Linked DNA regions of Hordeum vulgare: region 1 is linked to region 2. Evidence: chromatin contacts called from public Hi-C data. All regions are on one chromosome and are shown on one strand. The core of a region is the stretch at or near the end of the contact, and the rest is flanking DNA. Distances in the headings are between cores, read along the strand shown.

Region 1 (5,714 bases), core at 1,989-4,488, 500 kb after region 2:
GAATTGGTGGACCAAAGGAGCATGGAACAAGGATCTGTATGGTGGCCTGTAACTATCACTGTGATTGAGAGCAGCTAAAAGCATTCACTAAATGGGACCATATAGCTAACTTTCACAAGAACAGACACTTCAAAAATAAGATTTTTTTTTTGCCCCCCAAAAAAGAAGATAAGACTGAATTAGGAACACAGCAGCCTGAACGCATTCAAGAGAAAGTGGCACATCAACATCAGTGAAAGATCTGTTACATTGTCAACTGGAAAGTTAATAGCCAAGAGAAACGACAGTGCGCAGATGGGATGTCAGTATCATTTTAAGCACGATTCAGGTCAAGCAGTTCCTGGGGCCGTATGCATCTTATTGATGCAGAGACCGGAGGTAAGCCTCCTTTTCAAAAAAAAAAAAAAAAAGGTCGAGCAGTTCCTTTTCAGTATCTTGTCAACATTAAATTTTGACCAACAGATACTAAAATTACCCCTAACTAATTGCCTGGTATCTATCTACTAATGCACATAGGAATAAAAACCAATAAGCGCTGACTGCAAACTAGAGGACTCCTTGCGTTTGTAAATAAGGCATATCCTAGCAGAGCAGTCATGCTCGACTTTTCTGCTAGTTATGAGGTTATAGCACTGCATACAAAATATTAGTAAAAAATTGCATGATGCATATGAGATCTTGTCGATTCAAATTCACGGGCTATTAGCACCATCGTGGTGTGTCATATTACGCACTTTATTATGCCGTGGTTTTTTTTTCTTTCAAAAAGAGGGCGAACACCCTCGGCCTCTGCATACTGAACGTGCTTTATAGGCATAGGGAGAAATAACTTACATTTTTGGATGGCACCTGGCAGATATTTGTTGACATGATATCTTCAGCAGCTGCACCGTATCCTGAGTCGTAAATATCTTCCAGATCTTTCGTTGTCCCACAAGAAATTTCCTTGAGCATGTCACTGTAACTCTTGATCATAAAGCCTCCATTGTTTGAACCAAATCCAACTTCATGTGCAGATTTTTCATTGTGGTTCCTTGATCTTCCTAAATTGAAATCCCATATCTGCAGATAGCAAGTACTGAACTGTTAGGGCTTTCAACAATAAGCACATTCCAGAGTAAGATTGAGGAAAGTTAGAAGACTTTAAAGCATATCCAATTATAAGAAAGTGATTCCTTCAAACCTATCCTTTTGCCAATGCAAACCCTACAAGCAAACTTAGGCGTACCGAATACTATTATCGGGTGAATTAAAACTGTATAGACAGCAATGTCGATGTAGTTGGCAGATTGAATAAATGGTGTTTGCCATCAATTCATCAAGATCTTTGATCTGATTTCCACCTATTAGGTGATCTATTCCCTGTTCAAAAAGTCAAACACTCTAAAGAATCTAGTAACATGGCAAATCATACAAGATACACTTTTTCATATCGCGATAGCAACACCAGCTCAGAAATTCCGGTCTAATTTGCACTACTGGTAAATGAGAATACACCATTCATTATCAGCCAACATGCGCATTCAATGTCCTAAAAAAATGGATCCATGAACCTCCATGGCAACTGCATTCTACTGCCCTTTCAAGTTGAAAGACCCGTACCATAAATGGTGAGCGAATAAAGTGTAAAAAAAATTCTACTCAAAACAAGTGAAACCAATCACTTGTCTGGCTGACAAAATCTAGGGCAAAACTAGAGCTGGATAGTCCCTGAGAACCACAGGAGTCACGTACAAAGGAATGGAAACTAAACTCTGATGACTTTGGAACTGGCACCTTATTATTCATCTGAAAGCCAAATAGGTTTTCCATGACCTATGACCAGAGATCATGATTGCATTCCATGATCTGATTGATCAATGGATTAACCGGGAACTGCACAAAGTGGCAGCGACCATGTAGCCTTCAACAAACTTGTTTGATGATCTATTGTTGTTTGCTCAGGAAATTAAGATCAGAACATTTCTCGTGACCGTGTAGTGTTAATGCATTCCCAGAAAACATGTGATGTTAATGTGTGTCGGGCTAGCACGATGCGGCTACCTGAAGGCAATGCAACTAATTTAGACACTCATAAAGACACGCACAAAACATTTGATTAGTAATACAATTACATGTGAATTGTCTGAATAGTGAATACCCACAATTGATTTATTTGTTTGCACAATAGTATTATTCTCATGTTTTTTACCTGGGTGGGTGGCACTGATGAGGGTGGGGCGAACTCCCATCGAAGTTGTTCTTCGTCGTCATCAGGGAGCCGGTCGTTGCCGACAAGCTCGGCGCAGTGGGCTGACGGCATCATCAGCAGGGACGTGTACGGACACGGCACCTCTGGAGCAGGAGGCAGCGGCGGGGGAGGCTGCTTGTCAGGCAAGCGCCCGCTAGACCCGGCGGAGGACCGGCGAGGAGTCCTGGGGCTCAGATCCGAGTACCCCTGCGGCTGCGACGTGTCCGTCTCTCGCCGCGCCATCTCCGCGAGCTGGTCGCACAGCGCTTCCCCCTTGAGGGGCCGACCGCCGCCTGCCGAGACAGCCACCTCCGGCGGGTTGCAGGGCACGTAGAGGTCGCGCATCTCGGGGTCAACCAGCATGGAGTAGTCCAAGGACGAGAAGAAGAAGGCGTCCTCATCCTCCTGGCCGGCGCCAGTGCCGAGGCCGCAACCGAACGCGGCGGCGCCACCGCCGCCAGGGAGGAGGTCGACGCCCCACGACGCGGCGAGCTCGGCCGCCGCGGGGCAGCCCGCGAACCCCTCCACGGGCACGCGCGCCGCGCCTTCGCACCCGCCGTCGCAGTCCACGCAGAGGAACGCCGGCTCGCCTCCCCCAGCCGCCACGCGCGCCGCGGCCGGGCGGGCCGCGCACCCGGCGCAGAGCGGCGCGCGCACGTGCTTCCGGGAGAGCGCGTTGGCGGCGTGCACGTGGCGGTCGCACGCCACGCAGAGCCGCGCCGCGTCCGCGCGGCAGTGCAGCGCCGCCGCCGCCTCCCCGCAGTAGTCGCACGGCCAGTGCTGCCTCGCCCCTCCGTCCTTCATGTCCAGCGCCCAGCAAGCAACCCGAGCAGAGAACCCCGCGATGCCGGAGGGAGGCGGGTCAAACGGCGGGAGAGCGAGAGGGTTCTGCCGCTTCTTATCGCCGCGCGCTTAGCTTATGCAAATGCAATCCGAAACGAGGCTGCGACTGCGAGGGTACGGGAGAAAGCGAGGGAGAGGACCGATCCCGTGCGCCATGCCCAACAGCGAGGCCGGGCGCGGCCTTCTCTTTCCACGTGCCGCGCTATGATTTCGCTGAGGTGGCGGGGCCGAGGACGTGGGACCGGTTGGGCAGTGAGCTCGCCATGTCGGAAAATATCTAGCGGAGCTCGCTGAGGTGGTGGGCTGAGTGCGAGGGGGCTGGGAGGCTGACACGGTGGGGCATGGGCAGCGGGTCCCGATGCGGTGGAAAGGATTAGGACTCCCGTACAAATTAGGGCATGTAACTAAAATAAGACAAAAAGTTCATGCATAATAGGCTTCCTTAGTCTCAAATAACTGTCTTAATTTTATATTTTCTCTGTTCGAAATTAGTTGTTATAAAAATAAATAGGAATAAATGTATTTAGAACTAAAATACATCTAGATACATCGATTTCTCTAACAAGTATTTTTGGACGAAGAGAGTACTAATTTTTGTATAAAATTATATTAAACTTGGGACACTTATAAGAAGACAAAGGGAGTAGTTTTCTAGTCTTATCTTTAATATTTTGATATTTCTAAATATGTGCATTTTTGCTAAGAGATCATCTCTTAATTAGAAATATGAATCAATCTCTGATTGGATGGTTCGACGGATTGTGGTATGCTCAGCCCATCAAGTCACCGGGGTTCAAGTCTTGCTCGCATTTATTTCTAAACTTATTTCAGGATTTTCGACGATGCGCATTCAGTGGAAGAAGAGGTTCCTCTCAACGACGAGGTGTTTACGATGACTTCATAAATTTCAAGACAATATGTTGGTCCAGTCTCTCAAAAGTGTTTATAGGGATAGGTGTTGGATAATGTAGCATAAATTCAAAATTTTCCTACGCCATGTTCAGATCTTTCTATGGAGAGACGTGCAACGAGAGAGGGGTGAGTGCATCTTCGTACCTTTGAAGATCCCTAAGCGGAAGCGTTGCTAGAACGCGGTTGATGGAGTCGTACTCGCGGCGATTCAGATCGCGGTGTGATTCCGATCTAGTGCCGAACCACGGCACCTCCGCGTTCAACACACGTGCAGCTCGGTGACGTCTCCCGCACCTTGATCCAGCAAAGAGGAGGGAGAGGTTGGGGAAGATCTCCGGCAGCACGGCAGCATGGTGTCGATGGAGAGACGAGCTCTCCCGGCACGGCTTCGCCAAGCACCGTAGGAGAGGAGGAAGGAGGAGCAGGGCTGCGCCGAGGAGAGGGAAAACTATGTGCAAAACAGCCCCAAAACCCTCCCTATATATAGGAGGAGGGGAGGGGGTGCGCCACCCCTAGGGTTCCCACCCTAGGTGGTGCGGCTGCCTAGATGGGAGAGGGGCGGCGGCCAGGGCAGGGAGAGGGGGGGCGCACCCCTAGGTGGGCCTTAGGCCCACCAACGCCTAGGGTTTCCCCTCCCTCCCTCTCTGGTGCGCATGGGCTGGGTGTGGGGGGCACACCAGCCCACCTAGGGGCTGGTTCCCTCCCGCACTTGGCCCATGTAGCCCTCCGGGGCTTGTGGCCCCTCCCGGTGGGCCTCCGGAACCCTTCTGGTGGTCCCGACACTTTGTCGGTGGTGCCCGAAACATTTCCGGCGTCCATACCCATCCATCCTATATATCAATCTTTACCTCCGGACCATTCCGGAGCTCCTCGTGACGTCCGGGATCTCATCCGAGACTCCGAACATCCTTCGGTAACCTCGTATAACAATTCCCTATAACCCTAGCGTCATTGAACCTTAAGTGTGTAGACCCTACGGGTTCGGGAGGCATGCAGACATGACCGAGACACTCTCCGGCCAATAACCATCAACGGGATCTGGATACTCATGGTGGCTCCCACATGTTCCACGATGATCTCATCGGATGAACCACGATGTCAAGGATTCAATCAATCGCATATACAATTCCCTTTGTCTGTCGGTATAGAACTTGCCCGAGATTCGATCGTCGGTATGCCTATACCTTGTTCAATCTCGTTACCGGTAAGTCTCTTTACTCGTTTCGTAGCACGTCATCCTATGACTAACTCCTTAGTCACATTGAGCTCGTGATGATGTTCTACCGAGTGGGCCCAGAGATACCTCTCCGTCACACGGAGTGACAAATCCCGATCTCGATTCGTACCAACACAACAGACACTTTCAGAGGTACCCGTAGTGCACCTTTATAGTCACCCAGTTACGTTGTGACGTTTGATACACCCAAAGCACTCCTACGGTATCCGGGAGTTGCACAATCTCATGGTCGAAGGAAAAGACACTTGACATTAGAAAAGCTTTAACATACGAACAATACGATCTAGTGCTATGCTTAGGATTGGGCCTTGTCCATCACATCATTCTCCCAATGATGTGATCCCGTTATCAATGACATCTAATGCGCATGATCTGTTGGGAAACGTCGCATGGGAAACAAAAAATTTCCTACGCGCACGAAGACCTATCATGGTGATGTCCATCTACGAGAGGGGGTGAGTGATCTACGTACCCTTGTAGACCGTACAGCAG
Region 2 (5,734 bases), core at 2,964-5,463:
GTCCTGCTGTTAGAATACATAGTATAGTACACGTACAGCCCATGTATATGGTCACATATAACACCCAGCCAAGAGCTAATCAAACGTGTGTTGAATTCTATAGGCCACCCCCTTTTAATAATGGTCTCAACGTCCAAATTTAGAGAAGTTCAAAATTGGACCAACCATAGTGAGATGACATTTTGAGAAATTGATTCTGTTTGAGATGATTTACTTGCAGGAGTGCATTTGTTTAATTAGCATAAATGTTTTCCCCCCACTGTACATAAAATACTTGACCTATTGTTCTGGTTACATTCTCATGCTCAGTCAATTTTCAGGCTGCAGAGATACTGTCCAAGGAGGGAATCAGTGCTGAGGTAGTTACTTTGAGCAAAACATATTATGTAGTACAGTTATGTGACTAATGTTCCTTTTTAACTACATTCATCAGTATTTCTTATTATCCACTAATATCAACAGGTGATCAACCTTCGGTCAATTAGACCATTGGATAGAGCTGCTATCAATGCATCCGTTAGGAAAACCAATAGATTGGTAACCGTTGAAGAAGGCTTTCCACAACATGGTGTTGGTGCTGAAATATGGTTCGTCTCTCTCTCTCTCTCTCTCTCTCCCCTATGCTTGGGTGTCGGGTTCTCAGATGCATCTTCATTGCAGCATGTCCGTTGTGGAGGACAGCTTTGAGTATCTTGACGCACCAGTTGAGAGGATTGCCGGAGCTGATGTACCTATGCCCTATGCGGCAAACCTTGAAAGATTGGCAGTTCCCCAGGTCTGTGCTTTCTGCTTCTTCTACATTGATACCAAACTTGGGGGTCCCATTTTTTTATGTATCTTATTGAGAAAGTCTGTCTAATGGATGCATTTTTTATGAGTGGTACTGGAAATAGCACAGTTTTACCATGTTATTTAGTTTCTTGCCTTCATCCATCTACCGCGGAACCTTTATCTATTGCCAGTATCATTGGTTGGCTACTGCGCAACCTTTATTTGTAGCCAGTATTATTGATTGGCTACCGTGCAATATTTTCTGGAAGTAGGGGATAATGCTGCTTTTATTTTTAGAGCATGGTTAATAGTATAGCCAACTGCTGGCTATAAGCAGTCTTATAGCCCATCTTATAGCTAGCTTGTACAATAGTTAGCTGTAAAAAAGTACTACTTTTATTATATATGGCCCACCTTTCATTCTCACAAAGCACCTAGGAGCACCTGCTAGAGCTGGCTCTTCACGAAGAGCCCGCTTCCCTTCTCTCTCCTCTTCTCTCTCATCCAACTCAACAAAAATATAATATTTTAATCCTTACAGCCTGCTGACTGTACCTTATTGTACTTGCTCTTATATTTGGACTGCCTTGTGTTGGTTTCGTACTATTTCATTGTCAGCGTGCCCCATTATTATTAGGAATTTAGTGAATCATATGTACTGTTAAGCCGGGTCCCCCATTATTATTAGGAATTTAGTGAATCATATGTACTGTTAAGCCGGGGCTTGCCTTGTGGGGCATCAGCCAGGGAATAGTTTTTTGTTTTGGGGGGCAGTGTGTCTGACAGGAAACCAGGAACCTAGTTTGCTAATAGCTCGTAAAACATGAAGGCTTACTCCCTGTTAAACTGGGAATTTTCCTAGTGGGTAATGAATGGGACAACAGTAACGGAACAACAATTTCTTTTGTATTTGTCACCAGCATAGTTACTGATAGCTTGAAAATTTGAAGGCTGGGCATTAGACAGCTAATATGTTTCAGACATAGTGTCCTCCGCCCATATTTTTTTATCTCTGTAAGCATACATCATCACTCTTTAGAGTTGACTGCTAGGATTTAGCTTATCATATTATGTTGGACATAGGTAGCTGATTCTTCAAGTGTTTCTAGGGAGATGAGTAGGCAGAGCCGCATGGGGAAGGTGGCTATATAGTACGTATGTAGAATTATCTGAGAGAACATATAAGACCTACATATTTAGGCCTCCGTTGGTTCATGGGATATAGGAATATCACAAGAATAGGGAAGTCATAGGAAAAGTAGTCTTGCTACATGTATGCATGATTTTGAATCGTTCTGGGAAAATTTACTCCGCAGGTTCAGCCAATCATCTTAGAAGTAGGATGGTGACATTAGACGTAGGTTGAAGTATTCACCTAGTCCGCAGGTTCATGCCTACTAACGTTTTTGACATGCTTGCAGGTTGAGGACATTGTCCGCGCAGCAAAGCGAGCTTGCTACAGATCATCATCAATGGCGGCAACCGCCTAAGCACAAATGCATGTTTTGTTTCTCGGCCTTCTTCTTTGTTCCTTGTCCAGAAAAGATGTACCGAATCGCATAATTGTATCCTCCAACTCGTGTGAGCTAATTTTGTAGATCTGCATGCTGCATTGTTGATTCCGATCTGTCGGCGGCAGTCGGATGGCTGCATCCAGTTGATGGTTCATCCCTAGACATTTGAATCATGCAACTTCTGGAGGTTTACATTTGAGGGATGTCTCAATAACATGTATGTAACTGAATTACAGGCGTTCACACGATTTTGCTCTGGCTTAGGCCGATCCGTTCGTGCGATCAGTATCCCAGAGAAAAAGCTGAAACATTGAAATGCTTCCCGTGGCGGATGCTGGTGAAGTCACACGTGTAGGCAATACTTGAGTCTGAGATTCAGAGATTGACACCTGTGGCCGACGCCTAGATGTCGCTCATGATGTGTCAGGGCTGGGTTGCTGATTCTACAGTCTTGTCAGGTATAGTATATCCGCGGAAAGCAACAGGTGGAGCGGAGCCCCGTAAAGGAGAGCTCCACCACATGCCAAGCAACTTGCATGCTGTGCCGTTGTGGCCTCATCATGGAGCATGATTCTTCCGCTGGAAACTACCGAATTTGTGGCACACGTATGAGATAGCGATCGACCGTTGCTTTGTCTAATCTCTAGATAATATCATTCCCGCTAGCCCATCATTGGTGGGTGGTGCTGTGGATCAGACGCCCGCTCTCTCTCTCTCTCGTCCCCAATCCACACCCCCTTTTGGCCGCTGTTTCCGCTAGTGGACAATCCTGTGCCACGATTCAAATCTCAAGTGTCATCTTCTGTCGTGTTCAACATTACTTTGATCCATTGAGCCTTCTATTGCACGGTACTGTAAAAGATTCTTATATCATCCAATGAATAGTCCATTGCTCAGGTACCCTTTTTTTTTTTGCGTGCACTGGTACTACCAGAAAGCTGTTCTGAGGAAAGGAAAAGGAAGGAAGCGAGAGAAAGATGATGAATCATGGACAGGGGAGTGTCATTGGGAAGAAATGGACCAGGTTCTCAGTCGGATCGGTCTTAGATTTGATATGCCAAAGTAGAACGTACGGATCTTAGCCGCCCAAGCAGTGGGCCAAGTCCACCGTTTTGAATAGTCTGCTTTTTCTTCTGTCAAACTACAAGTAGGCCGTTCAAAAGAATTATTTCGTGTGCGGGGTTTCGATTCTCCTCGATATTGTCCGTCAAAAACATTCTTGTCATAGGTTTCTACCGCTTTCTTAGGACGGCGAGCTTACAATTACTTCTCGCAATGACGAAATTTGATGTCAGGCACTTCAGAACGGTTTAAGGATTCAACAGCGAGTACTACGGCTCCATGGCACTAGTCTTTAACTCTTTATAGGCAGGGATGGAGCTGCCTTATAGGCATTGGGGTCAGCTGAAATTTGAAAATCCTTCACTAGTTTAGTACTTGTATCATTACTTTCTTCGTTTGTAAATATAATTTTTTTTAAAGTTTTTACTAGAAAACTACACACGGAGCAAAATAAATGAATCTACACTCTAATATATGTTTATATACATCCGTATGTAGTTTTTTACTATTTTTTTTAAAGACTTATATTCAAAAATGGAAGAAGTAACATTTTTAGAAAGATGAACCCAATGCCATGTACATGATCCCGTCAAACTATTTTTCTAGCTCCGTCAGTCCTCCTAACCATCCAACCACGGGTTGATTTGCTTTGTTATTTTTGGTTTGTTTTGTAATACTTGGGCAAACTTTTGTAATAGCTCTATGCAGGACTATTTCTCAAAAGAAAAGGAAAATGTAGTATGGGCAGCAACAGAATTTGTTACACAAGTCGGTACAGTAACCACCGCCGCTGAGCTCAACCGCCAGACGATTCTGAGAAAACGGAATCTGCAAGACGTGAGGGGCCAGAACGTTAGAAGCATAAGCCACAAAAAAGTGGGAAGACGCGAGAACATTTTATCTATCCACTCTTCTTCTTCTGAAAGAAAAAAGAAGCAACCGAGCGAGAACAAAAGCGAAACCAAAACAGCCGAGCTGATTGGAAACATCCAGATGCTGCCGCTGCTACTAACTCAGCCCAGCGTATCCCCTCCAGAAAATATCATTTCTAGCGCCTAATCAAGGACCCTTGGTTTGTTGCTTCCGGAATTATATACATACCCACCACCATTGGAGCGAGCAGCAGGAGAGAGAGGGGAGGGGAGAGAAGAAGAGCAGCCACAAGAGGAGAAGGTTCGGCGGAGGTGGACGTCGAGAGCCCGGCGGAAACCGCCCGGAGCGATTGAGGCGCGGGTTGGTTCCCGGTGGACGGAATCGGATCGAAGCGGCCGTCAATCTCGGAGGACCCCGATTCGATTCGGCGGCGCGGGCCGTTCCGCTGCTGATTAATCCATGGATGGATATGCAGGTACCCCTTTGTCGCCGGCTTGTATTTCTGCGATTCCCGTTGCTGCGGTGGGCTCTGCCCGTTTATCGGTGGGAAATTTGCTGCTCCATTTCGATCGGTGACGGTTCCGCAATCCGCCCCCAAATTTGGGCCTCTCGTGCTCCGGATTTCGGCCGCTTCCGTGCTCCCGATTTCGGTAGTTTCGAGGTTTAGCCCATGCACGCCTGTTTGCTCGGCGATTGGCTGACCGCGTCTTCATTTGCGCCTTGTTTGGGCAGTATGGAGTGGAGTAGATAGCATTGTGATGGATGCGCAATCATTGGTTGGGAACTTGCTATTTCTATGCATTAGGCGGAAGCTGTAGAAACTGACTACTTTGTTTCTCCTGAGAGCTAAATATAGTAACCGTCAGGTAGTATTGATTGAGCTTATCTTGGTCATGTAGTGGGATTAATTGAACTCCCTTCTATTCGTGGGTTTAGTCATGTGATAGGATCAATTGAGCCTCTAATCAATGCTCTTCGATTCGTTTCTGCAGGGCTGTGAGGTGATCTCCTCGCATGGTTCGTCCTAGGTCCCTGGTTGCTTGCTCAGGCTCCAAGTTATGTGTCATCTCCAGTTGCCGTGGTAGCCAGGGGGGCATGATTAGTAGTGGCAAGATGGTAACCTTGCTTCCAATGGGTCCGAGTCGGAAATGCTGGTGTGGTTCTGCCCTTCCGGTGGTGATTGGTTCCAATTGATGGTTTGTCTATGCATTGATTTGGACACTGAAATGGCAAGATACTAAGAGGGCCGTTGAAAGGAACTGGATAGGTGTACCGCAGTAGCAATTACAAATTGGGGGTCTTCCTTCTCGCTGAGTATCAGAGATTGGTTGCCATGGGTTTACCCCAAGTTTCTTCAGTCAAGGAGGATGTTTCTACAGGATCGAGGACGCCTGTGTCAAGCCCCTCACGTATCAACGGTGTTGGTGCCTGCGATTTGGATGGGCTTCCTCGAGAATGCTCAAATGGCAAGGTTTCATATCGATCGATTGGCAATTTCACTAGACAGACTGCAT

The links. A called contact is a pair of places that touch in the nucleus more often than the background predicts.
Region 1: a Hi-C map of seedling shows a contact between it and region 2, with 5 times the contacts expected there. The contact joins the promoter of LOC123411621 here to the promoter of LOC123409984 in region 2. A contact is called at or near these places in 4 of 6 Hi-C or Micro-C datasets (leaf, seedling and an unstated tissue) and 1 of 1 datasets of contacts at active chromatin or transcription factors (embryo).

What each region holds. Positions count from the first base shown.
Region 1 is chr7H:212,785,832-212,791,545 of MorexV3_pseudomolecules_assembly, forward strand. LOC123411621 (zinc finger protein CONSTANS-LIKE 14-like) reads right to left here and starts at 3,239. Exons shown (of 4, transcript XM_045104586.1): 1 at 2,192-3,239; 2 at 835-1,062. The coding sequence starts at 3,034.
Region 2 is chr7H:212,285,783-212,291,516 of MorexV3_pseudomolecules_assembly, forward strand. It overlaps LOC123409984, which reads left to right and starts at 4,214. Exons shown (of 7, transcript XM_045102851.1): 1 at 4,214-4,695; 2 at 5,213-5,734. The coding sequence starts at 5,554. LOC123409985 (pyruvate dehydrogenase E1 component subunit beta-1, mitochondrial) reads left to right here. Exons shown (of 14, transcript XM_045102852.1): 11 at 321-359; 12 at 463-587; 13 at 661-775; 14 at 2,193-2,515. The coding sequence ends at 2,261.